2 separate regions of the Rattus norvegicus genome follow, and region 2 is linked to region 1. A link is a contact called in public Hi-C data. All regions are on one chromosome and are shown on one strand. The core of a region is the stretch at or near the end of the contact, and the rest is flanking DNA. Distances in the headings are between cores, read along the strand shown. Region 1 holds the start of Col5a2 (collagen type V alpha 2 chain). Region 2 overlaps LOC134480367 (a long non-coding RNA gene).

Evidence for each region. A called contact is a pair of places that touch in the nucleus more often than the background predicts.
Region 2: a Hi-C map of the A7r5 cell line shows a contact between it and region 1, with 5 times the contacts expected there. The contact joins the enhancer-like site here to the promoter of Col5a2 in region 1. A contact is called at or near these places in 4 of 12 Hi-C or Micro-C datasets (the A7r5 cell line, the Rat2 cell line, Schwann cells and 1 more).

Annotation. Positions count from the first base shown.
Region 1 is chr9:55,087,963-55,092,174 of GRCr8, reverse strand. It overlaps Col5a2 (collagen type V alpha 2 chain), which reads left to right and starts at 2,024. Exons shown (of 54, transcript NM_001399195.1): 1 at 2,024-2,268. The coding sequence starts at 2,175.
Region 2 is chr9:55,185,210-55,189,063 of GRCr8, reverse strand. The region is part of intron 1 of LOC134480367 (a long non-coding RNA gene); the gene reads left to right. Among named protein-coding and RNA genes, the nearest start is that of Col5a2, 97 kb to the right of the region's middle. Within about 2 kb of position 1,798, at least 7 of the 93 cell types and tissues checked have an H3K27ac peak or open chromatin away from gene starts, as enhancers often do. A contact at or near this core is called in the A7r5 cell line, where this site is marked.

The DNA.
Region 1 (4,212 bases), core at 775-3,274:
GGTATGTTCTTATGTTCAGCATTCCTTAGATGCCTGTACTTCTCTGTGTAAGGTTGAAGCCTCCTGGTCATTCTTCTGTCAAGTTGGGCATGTTTATTGTTGTTTTCCTTGTTCAGTTCATGGTGAGGCAGACATGGTGGTGAGATTTTATGCATATAGCTTCTGACATTTCTATGATTCCTTTATTCTTACGGACTTTCTGCCTCTTCTTCCTCAATGTTCTCTGAGCCTTATGTTCAAGAGTAGTTTGATAGATATAACATTGAGACTGGGTTACATGATTCTGCATTTTAATTGATTGAGGTTTTCTGAAGTGATTTCCATCTGTTGCAAAACAACATTCCTTTGATGAAGGATTAACAAGAGCTTTTACATCATGGGTTTTTTCAGCTATTGTTCAAATAATTAGAAGAAATTTGATTTTTGTTCCTTATTTAACCCATTCATTAAGTGTGAGCAAGACAGCCATGGGAACAGCAGTATGTTGGTGAAAGAATTCACTAGACATAGACAGGTCTTGATGTCAAGTTATTCTCTATGGTACAGGGCGAGAAAGTTGTTTTGGGAACTTCTCCAGAGCCTAGCTCTACCTCTTTTGGATTTTTTTCTTTTATTAAGGAAATTAAACAGTAAATGAAGTTTTATATACCTATTCTAATTTTAGACTATTCTTTTTTTGTATTTATTTTGGGTTTAATTCATTCCACAAATAGCTGTATATCTGGTTTGTATTTTTTGTTTCATATAGATGTATTTTTTTCAGCATTTACATAATACGTTTTTTAAAGGTGATAGATTCTGCCTTTGTTTCCAGTATGCCATATTCCCTCCAATATTCAGGGTGTCTCAGAGTACCTGTTCAGTGCTGAGAAACTACGAAGACTTGAGTCATACGTGTTGTGTGTGACTTAATTCTGTTCCTCGAGAACTCACAATATCAAATGTATTAGACTTTTAAAAACACTGAGGGCATTTAAATCTTGTCAAGCTTGAGTAGGGCAAAAAGTTAATGACTTGCTCTTAAGAGACATATACAGCTGGGACTACCATGTTCCCTGGAAAGCTGGTGTGGGGGCTAATGACAGCGCCATCCACTTTTATGTAGCTCTTTGCAATTTGGAATCTAGTTAATAGCATATTACTCAGTTTAGTATCACCAGATCCTGCACACTCGTCAGGCCAAAGCCCCCTTTCCAACAAGAAAATTGGACAGATAAAGACTATGTATAAATTCACAAAATTGGTGAGTGGCAGATCTGATGTGGGAACCCACCCTTTCTGAGACCTAAAGCAGTGTGTTTTCCTCAGTCAACAAGCTTGGTGGACTTTTTTAAAAAAAAAAAAACACAGTAAAATGCTCTGTGACAAGGAGAATGTATAGCTATGTCTCCTTAAGCGACATGGAAGCAACTCAATGAAAAGGACCTCAAGTTCATTTTGAGTCGGGTGTATTCTGCCTCTTCTCTCTTCCAGAATCCTCTCACAGCATGAGAAAGGGAGCACAGTGAAAATCGGGACAAGAATCATTCCTCTGCTGTCAAAAGAACAGGTTAAAAAGTGACGTTTTAAAGGCTTAAGTGATGAAGAGAAGTCTGAATTATCTAAATGCAAAAGAAAAACAAATCCACTAAAAGGCTGTAATCCTCCCTAAAGCTTTTTTAGTGTCTCTGGAAAAAGTCAGTGGGTGTGTGTCTGGGGGAAGAGTTAGGGAGGGAGGAGCAGACTCCTTCTAATAGGCTTTCTTTTAAAAAAAGAGAAGAAAAGAAAAGGCATACACACTCAAACAGAAGAAGAAATAAAAGTTCGTCTCTGTTGGGAAGCTGCCTCTGCGCTTAAAATCTACAAGGAATACTGAAAACTCAAGTCGCAGAGTCCTGCGCTCTGATTTGGTTGCTTACCATCAATCAGAGGGTTGCTTGGCAGACACTGGATGGTTATGGGCCTGAACAAGCTGAAAGGGGCAGGAAAAGAAGTGGAGGCAGCATTCTTCCTATTTAAAGCTGCGTCGCTTGAAAAAAGTTTTCACAGACTCTGCTGGAGCTGGTGCTGAAACAGACTGAGGCAGCCCCTGGGACTGGTGCTGAAAAAGAGACCCCAGCCAAATTCATGGTGCTACAGTGACCTCCATATCTACTCTTCGATCCCAGGAGGACCCACATGTCTCATATTTAGGCATGATGGCAAACTGGGTGGTAGCAAGACCTCTCCTCATTCTTTTTGTTTTATTAGGGTACTGTGTCTCAATAAAAGCCCAGGAACAAGAGAATGGTGAGTTTGCCTTTTGCTTTGCTTATGGTGTTTATGGCTTGGTTTGGGAACTAGATGGAATGTTAAGCTTCAGGAGGAGCGTGAAGGGAAGACTCTGGTTTGAAGTTTGAGAAGGGGGCTGTAGGATTTGCACCTGGGAAACAGCTTGGCTCTGGAGACTAGGCACGTCTGCAAATCCGGAGCTTCTGTGTGTGCCCTGGCAAAAAGTTAGTTTCTGACATCCTCTAAGAGCGAGGATCCGATCAGTCCTTTTGCCCGAACGTAAGAGTGTGATGTTTAAAAGAAAAGAGTGCTTAACCGGAGGCACTTTTTAGTTAGAGGTCTGTTGTGTGGGCTGGCGCTTTCCAAGCTGGGAAAGCCGCCGCCGCCGCCGCCGCCGCCGCTGCTGCTGCAGAAGCAGGGCAGGGTGGAGTCTTTCCTGTTCGAACTTCAGCAGCAGTCTTTGTTTAGAAAAACCTCTGCAGCAACCCTGATAGTTCGGAGTTTCCTTTGTCTTTGCTCTTCATTCCTTTCTTTCCAAAGCTTTATCCTCCCCTCCTAACGTTTTCATCTCTGATCTTAAAATCTTGTTTGCTTACTGAGAGGGAGTCAAGTTTATTTCTTCATGACAGACGCTGATAGAAACCAGATTTCTTAAACTGCGGTACTTTCCCACCCTACTGACTTGATTATTGGGATAGTGTAGTTCCTGGGAGAATGGCTGAAGGCAGACAATCAGCACGCCTTATATATAACTTACTTGGAATAGAGTATTGAGAAGGACTTTTCCCTTAAATCCCTCCCTCCCTCCCTCCCTCTCTCTCTCCTTCCTTCCTTCCTTCCTTCCCTCCCTCCCTCCCTCCCTCCCTCCCTCCTTCCTTCCTTCCTTCCTTCCTTCCTTCCTTCCTTCCTTCCTTCCTTTCCGGTTCCCTTCCCTTCCCCCTGTTCCTTCTATTTTCCTTTCTTTTAAGGCATATCTTGCTTGGTTACTGTTTTCTTGTTTGTTTGTTTGTTTCCCCTGTGTGGGTTACATATGTTAGTGGTGAGTCATATTGTTAAGCAAAATGGCATGGCTACTATAGGACAAAACTTTAAAAAAAATAAAATAAAACGGGCGTCATTGATATTAACCTTAACTTTTGAAGATCGAAGTGTCAGAAATAGACACATTCTCACTGTAAGAGGCCAGCATAGATCTTCGTCACTGTTAGCATCAAACTCAAGCTTTCAAAACTTTGTAATGTGTTAACCATGTCTACTATTGTCTTTCTCATGTGTATATCCATCTATCTGTATATGTTTTTTTTCCTGCCTTTCTGAATTTTTCTCTAAAGATATTTAGAAACTATTTAGCAGTTTTAGAAATCCTATAACGTTCTGGAGATAAAATTCAAGTCTGTCAATAGTCCCATAGAGGGTGCACTTTTCTAAAATCTTGAAACTTTTAAAATCAGTTTCTATGTTTCAAAAAGAGAGGGAATTTATGAAGGGTGAAACGAATTTCCTCATAATGCCATGAAAAGTCTGTGTTGTTTTCAAACTGGAGAACAAAGAAGTCAGAAAAGAGGAAAGCAGACTGCAACATTAGGATAGAAGGAAAATGTCTGAGTATCAGTGAATCTGCTCACTCCCCTCCCCTACCAGAAAACCTACTCTAAAATATCTATAGAGACTTTATTCTCAATTTATATTAAAACGATGCACTTAACTTTTGTAAAGTACAAAAGTAATCAAATATGTATGTAAATGAAAATATAGGATGCTCAAAAGCTTTTGAGAATAGGTCTTGTGCTAAAACTCTCATCTAGGTCATTGAATTTATTCTCTAGGTCTTACTTAAAAATGAGGGGTTTACTGTTCTCTAATATTAATTTACATACATTAAGAATAGGAGGTATAGTTCAGAAAGTCCTGCCTTTGGGCCAAATCCTTTTTCCTTGGTGTCATTAAATAGCAGACAAACTC
Region 2 (3,854 bases), core at 549-3,048, 97 kb before region 1:
CAGTCTTTACAATACAAAAGCAGTCTTTACAGCACATACCAAAATTCTTCTCCTCTAAAACCTCTTGAGTCAGGCCTGTACAATTCAAATCACTCTCAGCAACAAAGAAATTATGCAAGGAACATAGAGGATGAGACTTAGAGATAACACATATAGTTCATAAGAACAAAGATAGCAATTACAAGGATTGGTCAAAATGTATGTTTAATCAAGGTTGAGTTAGAAATGTCTGGTTATTGAAATATTATGCAATAATTAAAAGCACTAGATTGGTATGACTTATCTTCTAGGTATTTAATAATCATACTTGCAGACTATTCTAATGTGGTCAGAGAGATTGAGAGAGATTGAGAGAGAATACTTTTTCTCTTGCCCTTCAAGGTCAATAAGGTCCCAGGAGACTGTGTCTCATCTCTCAAAAATATTTTCTACCAGTAGAAAGCCAATGCAGAGGAAAGACTCCCACACTTTTAGGAGAAGACACAGTGAGACTGATCAAGGGCTTTGATCAAGTCTCAATTTGATGGACAGCTGGTAAAAGGAAGGCTAGAGAAGCTTGAGGTTCCTCTCAAGACCAAGTGTCCCCTGAGGATCTAGCCTTGACAGTACAAAAAGAAAAAATTAATCTTGACCATTATAGTCTCAGACACTCATCAGAAAAGTCTAAACTGAGGACTGAAAACAGTACAAGAAATTGCACTCCGCACATTAGACATAAGTCTACAATGAGATGTTATTTATCCAACTATATCTCACTAAGAATTTTTTTCTGATTAAAGTAGCTATGAAGGTGTCTATGAAGAGAAAATGCTCTTTCCTACTCAGAAATATTTAAATCCTTTTTCTATTTTGAGAAGAATATCTTATTTTTAATTTCTATGTATTGGTGCTTTGCCTGGAAGTATGTCTGTGCACCACATGTGCATAGTTCCCATCAAGGCCAGAAAAGGTCATGAAATACAATGGAACTGGAGTTGCAGATGGTTCTGAACTGCCACGTGGAGCTGGTGCCCTTAATCTCAGAGCCAACTCTCCAGCCCCAGATATTTATCTCTTGATTGTTACTGAGTATTTTAATTATTTTATTATGAAAATTTTGTTTCGCAAAAATCATTGCAATGAGTTTTGAAGAAATAAAATGATGTGTAATATTTATACTTTTAATCCCTCATGCTAAATGTCCTTATCTCTATGTTGTATTCTATTCGGCCTAATGAGGTAGCTGCAAATGTTACTCATATTTTGTGGATAAGGAAGAGCAGGCATAAAAACCGAGCAAACAATCTGAACCCAAATAGCTACTCGTGCTGGTGAGATTTGACGTGAGTCATCTAAGTTCAGAGTCTTAATCATATGTGTACCTTGGATCAATAGGAGTGTATAGATGTCACTTATCAATTATTGTAAAATATATGTTGAGTTATATGAACTTTTCAGAGTTATATGAAACCAATATTAGGTCATTTAAAAACTCTAAGTTCTGGTCTTCTCACGTTTTACTAGTTTCTCTTCTGGGCAAAGGCAGAAGTACTTCTTCAGATAGTTCTTGTTCTGTCTCTAGGCAGTCATCACTAATAAACAGAGCAAGCAATACTCTTGAATTATTACACAATCATATTGATGAGCACATATCACCTTCAGATGTTTTAAAGATCAAAGGCAAGACAGGCAAGTTCACACCTTTGTAAAATGCAGAGAAAGACAAAAGCTGGAATTGTCTGTAGTAGTTTGGTCATGTCCTTCTGGTCATAAGTGTGTTACTGCGTGCTGCAAGGAAAGTACTGGAGGAAAGCACTCAGCCTCTCTCTGTGTGTTCATGACTCACACATCCAGAGCAAGTCCTGCTGGGCCTTTGTCACCTCGTAAACAGCAGGGGGCATCATTTCCTTTCTGATCTTTCCACAAAGTTGTTCTTGGGTATTGTTGAAGTCCCTAGTGTTCTTTCGCTGTCTCTTGGGGTATGTGGTACCCAAAATTGGAAATTGTTAAATAGTTTCATAAAGGGTGAAATATAACTCTATTTCACAATCTTTGAAATATCTGGGACATCCTTAGGTGAATGATAAGTTTAAAATCCAAATAGCAAAATTGAAGTTAATGAATTTGTTGTTAATTTACAAAGCTGAAGGAAAATATTTGTTTGAAGTGGCGGAGCATCCCCACAATTTCAAACACTTTGCAGTGAGATGAGTAAAAGATGTGAATTTGACATCTGTAGAGGTCTAACAATGCTTTCTGCAGCTGTTTTTACACATGTTTGATTGTACTTCAACATGGATTGCTTGTGTGTGTGTGTGTGTGTGTGTGTGTGTGTGTGTGTATCTATCACATAATCTCTGGCATTAGATGCTATTTTTTTCTTTTTAGAGGTTTTGCAACTTTAGTGTGTGAAAGTACTAGGATTTGCACTGTCTTCTTTCTACCATGTGTTCTCACCAGATGGAGTTGACACTTGTCTAATTGGGGAGGATTGCTTGGAGAGTACTAGACATGTTTTCCCATGAAGCAAATATTAGGTATCTGGGTATTAATCTAACGTAATATCTGATAGTTAAGTGGTCTTTTTAAACTTTATTTTGTCTGTGTTCATTTGTTGACATAAAAGCTAATAATTCTTACAAAGAAAACTGTGAGTCTAAAACTATTCCCTATTTAAGAATAATTTTCTTCTTTGCAAGAAATAGAGACATCTAATATTTTTAATTTTAGACAACCTCTGCTTTATTTATAAACTTGGAAGAGAATGAAAAGTAACTTATAAGCAACATTTACTCACCTAGAGGAAGTTTTTAAAGACGGCATTTTACTGTTCAAATAGTGACACAAAGCCGTCTAAAATCACTGATCCCACCAACTCTGTCTGTGCTGTGGAGTATCTTGTTTGTGCCAGTATCTCACTGCTCTCAAAGGTCCTTTTCTGGCTGCAGTCTAGTATGACTACCTCCTGTTTTTCTCTCCAAGTGCCTCCCATGGAAATTCTTGAAAAATAAAGCAACGTTTCAACCCACACTTTAATGAGTGGACTGGAGTCCATATTCCATTAGCTATCTCAGAAGTGACTCAGAATTGTCTAGCCCGCACTTTCCTAACATTTTCCATCCAATGTAAGTTATTTCTTCGTCTTTTACTACTGGAGTGCTTTTCATATTTGCCAGCTGAGGAACTAGAAATAAATGAGACCTATAGTTTCAAATTTGAATGTTTTGTTTGAGCTTTTAAAATGAAGCCCTGGTGACCTAGCATTTGGCATAAGTACCTTCAGAAAAATGGACAGTTAGAATATAAGTCTAAGTTACTCAGCTACAATTTGCCTAATGTGAAGGCAAGCTGTACGGCCTGGCCTGTCTATGAGGTCTACTGTTCTCTTTTGTATCCACCCCTTTGTTTTTTACCATTTTTCCCCCTGTAGAGCCATCTTTAGGCACCCAAAGAATCTAGGTACTTCATCCAATCCTACTACTGCCCTATCAGAGAGGGTAGTGTCAGAAATTCCAGACAAATGGGACATTATTATTGAGGCTTCAAGCATGTTCCCTGAGCTAATTCAAGGAGGTGGAGCATATGCTAATTAACTGATCACTTATTTGCTTCATGGAGATTCTCAAGTTCACATGAGAAATATGTGTGAAATGCTATAGAGAACTGAGAAGTTTATTAAAAAAGAAACCAACTGATAAAAGTCATCTCCTTGTAAATACGTATGTTTAAAATCTCTGCTCTCTTAACTTTAGCATTCTATTTTACCCATAACCGTAAACCAGAAGCTATGTCTCAGACACATTCTTGATCAGAAGCAGCGTGCTTTGTGGGGAGACATGGAGTAAATGACTCAGGATCTTGGTAGTTCCTCTGTG